2 separate regions of the Triticum aestivum genome follow, and region 1 is linked to region 2. The links are chromatin contacts, called in public Hi-C maps. All regions are on one chromosome and are shown on one strand. The core of a region is the stretch at or near the end of the contact, and the rest is flanking DNA. Distances in the headings are between cores, read along the strand shown.

Region 1 (7,116 bases), core at 453-2,952, 890 kb before region 2:
GGCTTGAATTCAAAATCCCTAGAACCCCCATCTTCATGGGCTCGAATAGACTTATCCCGTGGCGAAGGCAGTATGTCTGGATGAGCACTCTTGTGCATGATTGCAGCCATGCTCAGACTACCAGTTGTTGGTGAAGGTTCAACCTGAAAGAAATCTTTGTTAACTATTTTCGATGTCTACCACGCTTTAAGACATCTGAATACTTTACTTGTGAACGCAAAAAAGAAAGTACAACAACACTATAGGCTGCAAATTGCATATATGAAGTACATCGCCCTCTGAAATAAATGTCACTTTAATAAATATTTTTCTTTACTATAGCCTGCAGATTGCATATATGAAGTACCTCGCCCTCTGAAATAAATGCCACCTTAATAAATATTTTTCCTTAAAAGTAACAAGTTTATCAATCATTTTCTCCTATGCTTGAAAGAGGAAACATGAAGAAGAAGAAGGCCGGCAAGAACAACAGAGCAAGACAAAGAAAGTAAAAATGATGCTGCAAGTGACTAGGCCCAGCAAGCAAGGGCTATTTCAGTCTGTACGCTGCCAGCAAGAGGACTCAGGTAAACAAATACCACTTCTACAATCAATCCCGAGGAAGAATAACAACCAAATGGTCAACCCGACCACAATTACTTGGTGATTTCCTTATGAACGAGCACCATCTCTTAGCACACCACCAGTATAACCGGCCAGAGCCGAGGGGGCGTTTCCTTAGATAAGGCCCTACAGAGCCCCCGTAGAAGGAATGTCAAATGATGATTTGTTCTCGTAGCCCCCAAGTGTGTGCATAACTAACAGAATAATTCCCTGCAGACGCACAAGCAACAGCATCCACCTCACTCCACAGCAAGTAGACGGCGCGGGGACGCTCCAAAAGAAGAAACGGAGGGAAAACAAACATATCACGAAGAACGCCCGCAGAAAAGGAAGTTCCAGAAGCTTCATGGCATGGCCGGAAATGCGAAAGCGCACAGGGAAAGCGCGTTATTCCGAGGCCACGAGCCAATTCCCCGGCGCAATTGTCTCATAAACTAGAGCGCGGAGCTAATGCGCATCGGAATCCCTCCTTTTCCCCAGCTCAAATTGACCTCAGCATGACACGGACGCCGTACAACCGGCAGATCCCGCGGTAACAAGTAGTAACAGGAGGCCAGAGGCGATAGGTACAGTACAGGGAGGCGGCAATCACCTTGAAGTTAGTGAGGAGCACCGGGGAGTCTAGGAGGGCGGAGGGGCTGAAGCCGGCGGGGATGGTGAGGCAGGGCTCGCGCGAGATCGGCAGCCGCGCGGGGGACATGGCCTTGTACCTCGCGCCCGCGCCGGCGAGCGCCGCGACGCGTCGATCCGCGGGATGCGGCTTCTCGGGCGAGCTCCCGGCGGCCGAGGGGAGGTCCCCGGGGCTAGGGTTCGGCGAATCGGCCATCGGCGCGGTGCGGGGCTGAGCGGAGGGGCCTGAGTGAGGAGGAAGGCGGAGGTGGTTTTGGAGGCGACGGTGAGAGGGGCAGTTTGGGGAGGGCGGGCTCGTCCGCTAGCGAAGGCGGCGTGGGGAGTGGGGCTGCGGCTCGTGTGGACTTAATTAATGGGGCCAGGGGAAATGACCCTTCCGCCCCTGGATGGCGCCCGAAATTTCCCCGGTTGGGTACGCACGCGAGCTCAGAGCGGGGAGGGAAGCGGCCGTGCGTGGTGTGGTGTGATGTGAGCAACCGCGGCACGAAACCGGTGGTGGGATCCGGGGGCAGGGGGTGGCGACAGCGACCGCGGCTGGCTGCGGGGTTGGGACTTTGGAGGCACCGATGGGCTACTTTTCTGGGTGTGGCTGCTGGGTGGGGCCGCGGGGGGCCGGTCGGCGCGTCAGGGAGAGGGGTGAGGGGGCGGGTTGGGGCTGCGGGTGAGGCTGGGATACTGGTGGGCAAAGTAAATGCGTGTTTTAAATTCGGCATGGGATGCCTGTCAGAGTGCCCCATGATGATCCTCTTGGCATTGAATGAGAACGACATGGTAAATCCGGGCCTGGATTTTAAAATGCCGCGGGGAGTTTCTACCGCGGTTAAATGGGTTTTATTGTTCTGCAACGACTCTTTTTGGCTACACTGTATACTACCAAATCTACGCAGGGTAGAAGAAAAGCATGGACGGCTGGCGACAGTGTAACGTGCGGATACGTTGATGAGGCGGTTGTGTATTGGGATATCTGCTATTCCTGCACCAAAGGGACAAACGAAAAACACGGCTATCTAATGCCAACTCCAACTCCAACACGCGACACAATTTAGTCCGGCCGCGTTTAACACGCGTCTCTGTAAACGGACGGATGTCTTTTTTTTCCCGCCGTTCACTCATTTCCGGTCTAAATTTAAACCGTGTTGCGCTGAAACGGACAAGGCATGGACTCGGGTGCTTCCTTTGTCCTCCCTCTGGCTCACCTGTCGAGAAAACATTCCCCTTTTCCCCTTCCCTACGCGGCTCCCCCGCCGCCGCCCATTTTCTGGCTGCTCCGTGCGGTGCAAGTTGGCCGCACAAGCCCCTACGCATCCACACAAATCCCCCTCCCCCGGACCCGCTTTTAGGAGTTCTTGCTGGCGTTTGTGGGCTTTGTTTGCCGCCTCTGGTACCAGATAAACCATGGTCGCCGGCGACGCCCATTGGCCCCAACACCATTCGCCTCACTCTGCAAGGCCACCTGCCGCTGTCCATCTCCTTGCACTCAAAGTAATAATCATATGCGACCACTCCCTTTCGAATATGATTGAATACATGCCTCGCCACCCGGAAGCGGCGCCGGAAAAGATGGGGTTTGAAGAGCGGGGAATCCTTAAAGTAATCGGCATAGAGCAGGGCATGATCACTCTGCCTATTATGGTTCAACGCTGGAGCATGGCCCGAGATTGACCCCCTGAACCTAGGCCACCACCGAGCAATGTGGCCATTGACGACCATTGCAGCAACCACAAGCTCTTTGTCATATTCTTGGCAAGGTTCACACGCGTTCCGTGAAGAGTGGGGACGAGTATTCAATCATATTCTTGGCAAGGTTGACTTCTCTTCTTATCAGAAATGCACTATGGCTATTCGTATCCTTGCATATGAATTTCCCAATGATCTTGTGGATGAGTACGTCCGTGTGAGTGAGTCCACATGTCTCAAATCAATGTACAAGTTCTGTCGTGGTGGCAGTGTGTTGGCCCTGAGTGCGTGAGAGAGCCAAATGCCGCAGATACAAACTCGTTGTTGGCGATCAATGTGAATAGAGCCTTTCCGAAAATGCTTGGCGGCATAGATTGTATGCACTGGAAGTGAAGAAGTGTCCATTTGCTTGGCAGGGGTAGTACAAGGGGCACGTGAAAGGTTGCACTATCATACTAGAAGCGGTGGCTTCACAAGATCTTTGGATACGGCCCTCTTTCTTCGGCATGGTTGTTCTCACAGATGATATCAACGTGCCCGGAGGTCAATTTTAAGATCAATGGCCGCCATTACAACAAAGGATACTACCTGGCTGATGGTATTTTTCCTCGGTGGTCAGATCTTGTGAAGACAATATTCAATCTGAAAGAAGAGAAGAAACAGAGATTTGTCCAAGCGCAAGAGAGTGCTGGGAAGCACGTGATGCGTGTTTTTAGTGTGCTTCAATCTTGATGGGGTATCGTTAGACACCCTGCACTCACATGAAGCACCGAGAACTTTGGAAGGTGATGACTGCTTGTGTGATCATGCACAACATGATTGTGCCGGATGAGTGTGATTACATCATATACAATCAAGGCTTTGAATATTAGGGTGAAGATGTTGTGCCTAAGCACCAAGAACCGGCAACGTTTGAATAGTTCATCCATTTTCATTGTGAAATGCGTGTTTGGCATACTCATATGCAACTCCAAAATGACTTGATCGAGCACATGGGTTCCTATTTTTTTAAAATGTTTCTAATTTTAATTTTTTGGCATTCCAAAATTTGTTCAAAATTAGGAAAATTATTCCCTTTTTTGAAAAATTGTTTTCATTTTCCAAAATAGTTCAAGATAAAAAATGCAATCCAAATATGTTCCAAATTCAAAAAATATTTTTATTTTAGCGATATGTAAAAAAATTGAAATAATGTTTGCATTAAAGAGACACATTCTCTAAAATTCTTCTGAATGTTCAAAACATGTTTCCATTTTCAGAAATTGTTTGCAAATTTAAAAAATGCTCATATTTTTACAAAGGCATGTTTGTAAGAATGTTTGTAATTTTAAAAAATGTTCAATTAAATTTCCAGTTCTTGTTTTTTCCTAAAAAGTATGGAATTTTCAAAAACCGTTCGTAATTTAGAAAATTGTTCTGGTTGCCAAGATGTAAGTGCATCTAGTGCCCCTTAGTGATTTTGGTGTATTGAAGACTTATAGGTTAATGGACTAATGTGTTTATGAGTGTACACAGGTCTATAAGTCCATGAGGAGTTTGATATTGACAGTGAAAATCGACCCCTAAAAATGAAGTTCTTCGACTGAAGACTTTGGATTTCTGAAGACTTTGAAAGTGAAGAAATTGGTGTGACTTTGAAGACTTGGTATTCATTTGAGGAACATGAAGCGTGAAGACTTTTGTTTTCGTACTTTCATTTTCTCTTTCTTGAGTCATAGGAAACACCGTACTGTTAAAGGGGGTCGAGGAAATACTAAGGAAAAATTTCCATGTGATGCTCAACTCAAAATCCTACACCTACCAATCCCTTCGAGTGAAGCCATTGGAAATCTCATACAGTTCAGTCATATTCTTCAGTGACAGAGACGAAGTTCTTCTGGTCTCTGAGGAATTTGTTCTGCCTGAGGAGTTAGGAATTCGCCAGTGCGGATTGCCTACACAGTGAGGAACATGATAGCCCTGAGGAATTTGATACTCAAATTTCCGACCGTTGTTGTGCTATGCGCGAGCTGTCCCAAAATATCTACCCACCTAACAGTCATATCATTGAAGGGTATTTATGTCTTATCATGACGGGCTGCTCCCTAGGCTATAAATAGCCGCCCCCTACAACCACTAGCTGGTTGGCTGCTCCGAGAGAAACGGACACTTGTCAATTGAGAGTATCCCATCCTCCGAGGACTTTGAGCGAAAATCATCAAGTGAGGAAAAACCCAAACCCAAACACCTACAAACCCAAAGTGATTGAGCATCACTGAAGAGATTGATCCTGCGTGGATCCGATGCTTGTTACCTTTGAAGACTGTGCTTCTTCCAGACGGTTAGGCGTCATGGTCTAGAGCATCCAAGCGGAAATTGTTGATCACCGAGTGACCGAGTTTGTGAAGGTTTGGAAGTCACCTGAAGACTTACCACGAGTGATTGGGCGAGGTCTGTGTGACCTTAGCTCAAGGAGAATACGGTGAGGACTGTGTGTCCTCAGGTTTAAATACCTAGCCGCTCCAACCAGACGTACAACTGAGACAACAGTTGGAACTGGTCTACCAAATCATTGTCTTCACCAAGCCAACTGGTTCTATTTCCTCAACTCTTTCATTTCCTCATAACTGTGTTGTGCACTTGTTCATATCTGTGTTTGAAGACTTTGACTGAAGACTTTCTCAATTTCCTCAGTTCAATTTCTTCAGTCTATTTGTCTTCATCCTGTGTTATCCTGTGTTTACGCTTTCTGTACTCTGTGCTTGTCTTCATTTCATCATGATGACTATGCTTGTGTTCTGCTATGCATACTTTTGAGTACTTATTCCGCTGCAGGTAGTTCTTCGCTAAGGAATTTCCTCACCCACAAATTCCTTAGTGAAGAATTCATAAAAATCTCCTATTCACCCTCCCCTCTAGTCGATATAACGCACTTTAAATTGGTATCAGAGCAAGGTACTCCCTTGTTCTGTGTGATTTTGGTTTAACCGCCTGGAGTTTTAGTTATGTCGACCGCAAGTATGATCAAGGTCTCTGCTGGGTGTCCTACCTTCGATGGGACGGACTACCCCTACTGGAAGAATAAGATGCGAATGCATCTTGAGGCAATTGATAACGATCTCTGGTATGTTGTGGAAAATGGTGTTCCCTCTGTCTCACCCTCACTGAACGCTACCGATGTGAAGAGATTCAAGCAACTCGATTCTCAAGCGAAGAATATCATATGTGGCCATCTGAGCAAAGGACAGTATGGAGGAGTGAGTGCTTTGGAAACTGCTAAGCTTATCTGGGATAGGCTGTCCAAAGTAAATGAAGGAGTCTCAACACAGCGTGACTCTCGAGTTGATGTTCTTCACAATCTCTTCAACCGCTTCAAAAGACTCGACAATGAAAATGCTCAACAAACCTTCGACCGCCTCACTGACATCTCAAACGAGCTTCAAGCGCTCGGTGCCACTGACATCACCGACCACGAGGTGGTGAAGAAACTGTTGAGATCGCTTGATTCCTCATTTGATACTCTGGCATTGATGATACAAGAGCGTGCTGATTACAAGTCACTTGATCCCGCTGATATCCTCGAGAGGCTAAATACTCATGAGTTCCAGCTTGCTGAAAAGAGAGATCTCTATGGCTCGAGCTATGGCAGATCACGTGCACTGAAGGCCAAGGCAGTTTCCGAGACTGAAGATGAAGACTCTGACAGCAGCCTTGGTGATCCTGAAGAACTGAGCCATGATCTAGCACTGCTCGTGAAGAAATTCTAGAAGTTCTAAAGACGTGGTCGCTTTGGAAGACCCTCAAGGAGCAATGATTCCTCATCCAGTGACTACAAGAAGAGGCTTTGTCACAAATGCAAGAAACCCGAACACTACATTCAAGATTGTCCTCAGTGGGAAAAGGAATCAAAGAAAAAGAAATACAAGGATTACAGTTCTGATGATGCGAAGAAAAAGAAGAAATCCTCAAAATCTTCATCATCAAAATCCTCAAAGTCTTCATCTCACAAGAAGAGCAGCTCCAAGAAGGCTCGGGCATTCATTGGCAAGGAAATGGACTCTGAGGCTGAATCTGAAGAAAATGAGGAAGAGGAGGCATCTGAGGATTCTGAATCCGGTGTGGCGAGCCTAGCCCTCGCTATTGCATTCGTCAGCAAGTCTATCTTCAACACTGAAGAAAATGACATCACCAACAAGGCTGATGAAGGCAATGATGACTACGCTCCCA
Region 2 (7,124 bases), core at 1,426-3,925:
CTCTCGATAGTGCTTTCATTACAGCGAAAGCAGTCAGATAGTACCCAATGTTGTGTCAGTTAAATGTGATACGTATACTACCACAATATAATTACAAGACAATTCCTTCAAGTTCAATCCACTGACATACCAGTCAAATCTGATGTAAGCCCCAAGAAAGGTCTATTGATTATGCTCTAGCATCAACTGATTAAGCATATAGCATGCAATTATGCAACATTTTTCCTTTCCAAAAGCATAGATATGCAGGTGTAATGGTTCTAATAAACTGAATGGGTAGATCAATTGCTCTATTTAAATATCCGTTCTATGTTTTGAATAGCTGAGTTATGCAGCACCTTTAACTTTCAAAAAAAAGATGGGAAATTCATGTGTAACTGATAGCAAAATGTTGAAGCAGATACTGACCTCTGCTTGTCTGATTATTATTAACAGTATAGTTGCCCATGTAACTTGCTGGCATGTTCGATTTGATATCTGGATCGATATTTCCAAGATCATTATCAAAAGGAGGAATATCTATCTCAGATGACGTGAACCTCCAGGTTGAGTCACCATAAATAGAGTTGTTGCCATATGTATCTATGTTGTTCATTTCATATGCATTGGCTGATGCAGAAAAAGGTTCACCAATGGTGCCAGTTGGGTTGCTCCTTCCATAGCCGCCAGACGGCAAACCAAAGTTATCTCCAGCCCCACGGCCAATGTTAGACCCAAGGCTTGAAATGCTTCCCATCCCATGGGCAGAAGGACCTCCCCAATTTATACTGTCGCCAGTAATACCAACTTGACTCCCACTTCCAGATGGTACAAAAGAACTCATGTTTGCAGGGCTGTTCTGGTAGTTGACATTTCCATTACCCCAAACATTCCTTCCCATTGAACTCAATATTGATCCTGAATCGTCATTCAGACCAACATACCCAATAGGGCTGCCTAGTCTGTTTGAACCACCATTGTAGTATGAACCCATTTGCCGCCCATTTGAGTTATTGAGGAAACTAGAGTTTGCACCAAAATTCGCATTCATCCCAGTTTCAACATTCATGCCCATTCCATAACTGGGGCCAAATGAAGAAAACCCATTTCGTGCACCTGAAAGCAGCCCAAACCTTCCATCCACTCTCATGCCGTAACCTCCTATCGGGTTTGGGCTATATCCCTGGTTGAAGCCATTCAAGAAGTTGTGAACCCTGCTGATAGCAAGGTTCTGCCCTCCAGCAGGTGAGCGTGCGACAGGTCCAGGCGACTGCTCCTTTGGGACAGCTCTCTTGACTTCAACCATCTTGCCATTAAGCTCGTGGAAGTTCTTGTGCAGCGCCTTATCCACTGCATCTTCTGAATCATAGGTGATGAAGCCAAAGCCCCTGGGCCTCTGTGTGTTGTGGTCGTACATGACAACCACATCTGTTATCATACCGAATTGCTCAAAATACCTTCTGAATTCAACCTCAGTAACATTGGAGGCCAGCCCCCCAACAAAGATCTTTCTGGTACGGACTGGCCCAGGCGAGCCTATGCTGCTGCCATTGTTCTTGCTTGCAATGCTCTGGTCATCCCTGGGAACAGCTTTCTTGGCTTCGACCTGAATTGAATTGGCGCAGACAATTGAGCTCAAGCTTGATTGAACCACAGACAGGATTACAAACAGAATTCCCAACGAAATGCGCATGACTACACCTAGCAGAAGAAGGAGCGAGAATGGCATCACGTAATTACCATGCGGCCATCGATCATGTGCTTGTCCATGGTGACTCGCTCAGCAACGCCCGCCTCGGCGAAGACTATGAAGCCGAAGCCGCGGGCGCGGCCGGTGTTGCGGTCCCGCATGATGACAGCCTCGGTGACCTCGCCGAAGCGGCCAAAGTATTCACGGAGGCGGTCCTCGTCCGTCTCCCAGGAGATGCCGCCGACGAAGAGCTTCCCGGAGTCGGCCTCCATCGCGTCCTCCCCTCCCCTCCTACCCCTGCAATCCACAAGTCAGGGCGAATTCATACCAGCCAGCCATAGCAAATGCGGACAAAACCCCGACTTATCCACAAGGGCAGCCACAAAACGAAACGCGCACACGCCCCGCGCGCACGCAGGGCTAGCTAGATCCGAGCTGAAAGCAACGCGGCGATCGAGCCGCGCCCGCGGCCCACGCAGCAAAACGACAAGCGCGCCTCACAGGGCCGCGGAATTACGCGAGATCCGTACCAGATCCGGCCGATCCGGCGGCGATCGGCGCAGGGCGGAGCGGGGCGGAGCTAGCCGGGGCGGATCGGGCGACTCACCGATCGGCGGTCGGCGGCGGCGGTCGGCGGCGGCGGAGGAGGAGGTGGTGGGATCGGGGGAGCCGCGGGGCCGCTCCTCGCGATCTCCGGCGGTGCCAGCCAAGATCTCGATGCGGCCGGGGCGATGGGAAAGGGAGGGGAGGAAGGGGAGGTGGGGATGTTACTTGGGCTTGGACGCTTCGTCTCCTCCTCTCCTTTTTATCGAACCTTTGCTCGCTCCTCTCTCCCTCCCCCCCTCCGCTCGCTCGGTGCTACGCTGCGCTGCGCTGCGATGCGGTTGTTGTTTTTTACTTTTGCGCGGACGGAGGGGGGGTTGCCTTTTTTAATCGGTTTCCGCTGGCCTGGAATCGCGGTGCTCGGCTCGATTGGGAAAGCAGCAGCGGGGGCGGGGGCCGGTGGGGTGACGCGGATAATCGCATAAAACTATCCGGGAGGGCAGGTTGGTGCGTGCCGCCCGCTCCCTCGGCCCTGCCCTGCCCTGCCGCGCTGGACCCTGAGCTGGGCTGGTGCGCCGCGAGGAGGAAGACGAACCCAGCTGACGCTGCGTGCTAGCCGGAGATGAACCTGCCCAGTTTCAAATTCTCTTCTTTCTCGTGCACCGAAAGCTCCGAGCTTTTGAAATGGTATAGTCGTGCTCTTTTACCGGCGGAGACGAGAAATGGAGTAGCATCATTGACAGGATGCATACAGGTAAGGGGATTATATGGCTTGAAAATGACATGCTCTCTCATGCCCAGAAAATATCTCACGTAATTCAAATATGCCGCATGCACCATCACATGCGGCTAAAAACCATGAAATAATTGTTGGATAAAATTAGCAATTTTTTGATTGATTTAATCCGTAAATAAATTATGAACATGACACTGACAAAGTGACAATATTAAGCTCATGCTACTACGCATATAGCAGAAACCTCTATGCAAATATCTAATGCTCCATACAAGCAACACAGAAATAAACATGAGAAGGGTAAACAAATTATATCATCCGGCCGGCTAAAAAACCATGACGTTATACTCAATGTTTTGTACACTACTATGGTGAAATCTTTTTTTTAGGCAACGGTGAAACTCTAATGATTTCATTCTTTTTCTCCGGGCTGCGTTAGTTTCAAATTATTGGGCTTTCCAATTCAAATAGTCTTTATCCAATCTGATATTTTCTTATCATTGTATCAAAATGTGGATGGTCTCCACAAATGGGCAAGGTAGGAAGACGTGGTTGGAAGTTTTTTACTGGCGGAGACGAGAAACGGAGTACCGTCAACGGGGGATAAAACGGCTTGAAAATGACAGGTTCTTTCTTTCTTTCTTTCTTTTCGGGAAAAAATGACACGTTCTTTCTTTTATGCCCGAAAAACATCTCATGTAATTCAAGTATGCCGCATGCTAGAACATGTGCACATGCATGATCAGATGCGGCTAAAAAAACTTGAGGTCATATATACTCATGTTTCGTCGGTACTACGTCTACAGTCAAACTTTACGAGAATATTAAAAATCTGGCGTCGGTTTTTAAACATGGCAAATCAAATAGTTTTATGGTAAATTACGTTGTCATTGCATGGCAATTCCCTTCAACGAGCATGGCAAATCCTGGCCACCGCAAAATATAATTTGTAAAAAAAACATTCGATTGGCCATGCTTAAAAATCTGACGTTGGGATTTTAGCGAAATACAAAATTTAAGACTTCCAAATTATTGGGCTATCCAGTTGAAATACTCTTTATCCAATCAGAATTTTTCTTATCTTGCATCATATGATTGTAACATGGAAATATGATTCTGGAATGTGAAAAACAAACATAAATGCGTACTAAAGACAAGTATGTGCACACACATGCATGTGCAATATTTGGTATAAAAATATAATTGTGGGTTGGGAGAGAAAAAATATAAATCAGGATGAAAGATCCAAATTTATTAAGTAAAGAGAATGAAGAGGAAATTAGCAAAATAAAAAACAATAAACAATTTGTTGATTAGCATGCATGAGTGAGGAACTCGAGCGAGAACTAGGTACTAACTAGGGGCGTGTTTATCCTCCAAGAAGCCCAACCAGGCACGCGCGCTGCAAAAATGATTTGTTTCGTTGGCTCGGCTGCATTAGTTTACTGGTCAGCACGATGTTTAATGGTTATGGCCCGGGGGTGCCTCACCTTGCTGGTTGTCGGCCCAATTATGTTGACCGAGGACCCCGAGGGTCGGTTTCCACCCTGGGCCATCATGCTGGCACATGGGCCCTGTAGAATAAAGATTCAAGAAGCCTTGTTGTTCAAGACAATAAGCCGAATCCGGGAAGGACTCTGACTTTTGTAAACCTAGGGCCCCGATATCTTATATAAGTCGGGGTCGGGTTGGTACTACTCTTCTACTAGCGGAGGCGAAAAATGGAGTATCATTGACGGGATGCATGTAGCGATGTACGCTTGCAGGGGATTAAATGGCTTGAAAATGACATGCTCTCTCATGCCCAGAAAATATCTCACATAATTCAAATATGCTACATGCATGATTTAAAGGCGGCTAAAGCCAAAGTGGAAAAACTGCAAAACCTGAAGTATAAGCCCAAACAAAAAGGGCCTTAATCCAATCTGATTTTTCCTTATCATTGTATCAAAATGTGGATGGTCTCTGCAATGGACGAGGTAGGGGGCGTGGTTGAAAGTCTTTTGACACAAACCCTTGCGAAAAAGACGGGTATCATATGATTGTGATATGGAGTAGTAACTCAACAGGAAATTGTCTCCTTAAGTTTTTAGAAATGTGAAAACACAAACATGCCCGCAAAAAAACTAAGAGCATTTCCAGGAGGTTATCAAAAAATGTTCCCCAATAAATTGTTATTTGGTTGTCCCAATAATTTAGAAGGGGTTTGCAGGTGAGGTGCTTTGTCAGGATCCCAATAAGCTCTTCCCAGTAATCTGCTTTTTTTCTATTTCTCTTCAATCTTGCATATAAACTACATATGTATGTCCATTATTGATGGAAACATGCCCTAGAGGCAATAAAGTGATTATTATTATATTTCCTAAATCATGATAAAGGTTTATTATTCATGTTAGAATTGTATTGACCGGAAACTAGCTCATTGATCAAAGATGGTTAAGGTTTCCTAACCATAGACACGAGTTGTCATTTGATAACGGGATCACATCATTAGGAGAATGATGTGATGGACAAGACCCATATGTTAGCTTAGCATATTAACCGTTCAGTTTATTGCTATTGCTTTTCTTCATGTCAAATACATATTTCTTCGACTATGAGATTATGCAACTCCCGGATACCGGAGGAATACGTTGTGTGCTATCAAACGTCACAACATAACTGGGTGATCATAAAGATGCTCTACAGGTATCTCCGAAGGTGTGTGTAGTGTTGGCATAGATCAAGATTAGGATTTGTCACTCCGAGTATCGGAGAGGTATCTTTGAGCCCTCTCGGTAATACACATCATAAGCTTGCAAGCAAATGACTAAGGAGTCACTCACCGATACGTCTCCAACGTATCTATAATTTATAAAGTATTCATGCCATGTTTACAACAATTTTATATGGATTTGGTATGATTTTCATGGAACTAACCCGGACTGACATTGTTTTCAGCAGAACTACCGTGGTGTTGTTTTTTGTGCAGAAATGAAAGTTCTCCAAATGAGCTGAAACTTTTTGATGATTTTTTTGGAACAAAAGAGACCCCTGAAGCTTCGTGGGAGGGCCAGAAGAGCCACGAGGAGGGCACAACCCACCAGGGCGCGCCTGGTGGGCCTGGCTTGCCCCGGTGGGTTATGCTCACCTCGAGGCCCATCTTCGCATGAAACTGACGCCAAAAAATCCTATAAATAGAGAAACCATCAGAAATAACCCTAGATCAAAAGTTCCGCCGCTGTAGGCCTCTGTAGCCACCGAAAACCAATCTAGACCCCGTTCCGGCACCCTGTCGGAGGGGGGAATCATCTCCGGTGGCCATCTTCATCATCCCGGCGGCCACCACGATGAGGAGGGAGTAGTCCACCCTCGGGGCTGAGGGTTTGTACAAATAGCTATGTGTTTAATCTCTCTCTCTCTCTCGTGTTCTTGAGATGTCACGATCTTGATGTATCGCGGGCTTTGTTAATATAGTCGGATCATATGGTGTTTTCCCCTCTCTATCTTGTTGTGATGAATTGAGTTTTTCCCTTTGAGATTTCGTTGTTATCGGATTGAATACTTTTATGTATTTGAGAACACTTGATATATGTCTTGTAATTGAATACTCGTGGTAACAACGGGGTATCGTATTGATTCACTTGATATATGTGTTGGCACTCAACTCGCGGATTCGCGAGCTGACATTGGGGTAATCTATGCATAGGGGTTGATGCACGTTCTTGTCTTTGTTTCTCCGGTAGAAATCTTGGGGCACTCTTTGAAGTTCTTTGTGTTGGATTGAGTATTATGAATATGAATTTGCTTTGGTGTTATTTTAGTACAAACTCTAGGATAGATCGAACGGAAAGAATAGCTTTATGTTATTTTAGTACGAACTCTTGAATAGATCGAACGGAAAGAATAGCTTTGAGGTGGTTTCGTACCCTACAAACAATTTATTCTTATGCTCTCCGCTAGATAGGAACTTTGGAGTGATTCTTCATCGCACTTTGAGGGATGGTTATATGATCCAATTATATTAGCACTGTTGGGAGATTGCACTAGCGAAAGTACGGACCCTAGGCCTCATTTCCAAGCATTGCAATACCGTTTTTGTGCCAGTTTACTATTTGCTACCTTGCTGTTTTTATTTATCCAGATTATAAAAATATATTTCTACCATCCATATTACACTTTTATCACTATCTCTTC

Evidence for each region. A called contact is a pair of places that touch in the nucleus more often than the background predicts.
Region 1: a Hi-C map of leaf shows a contact between it and region 2, with 5 times the contacts expected there. The contact joins the promoter of LOC543112 here to the promoter of LOC123052270 in region 2. A contact is called at or near these places in 3 of 5 Hi-C or Micro-C datasets (all in leaf).

Annotation. Positions count from the first base shown.
Region 1 is chr2D:148,293,111-148,300,226 of IWGSC CS RefSeq v2.1, reverse strand. It overlaps LOC543112 (WRKY transcription factor SUSIBA2), which reads right to left and starts at 1,702. Exons shown (of 6, transcript XM_044475403.1): 1 at 1,196-1,702; 2 at 1-143. The coding sequence starts at 1,429.
Region 2 is chr2D:147,403,084-147,410,207 of IWGSC CS RefSeq v2.1, reverse strand. LOC123052270 (heterogeneous nuclear ribonucleoprotein 1) reads right to left here and starts at 2,675. Exons shown (of 5, transcript XR_006424545.1): 1 at 2,277-2,675; 2 at 1,720-1,966; 3 at 409-1,585.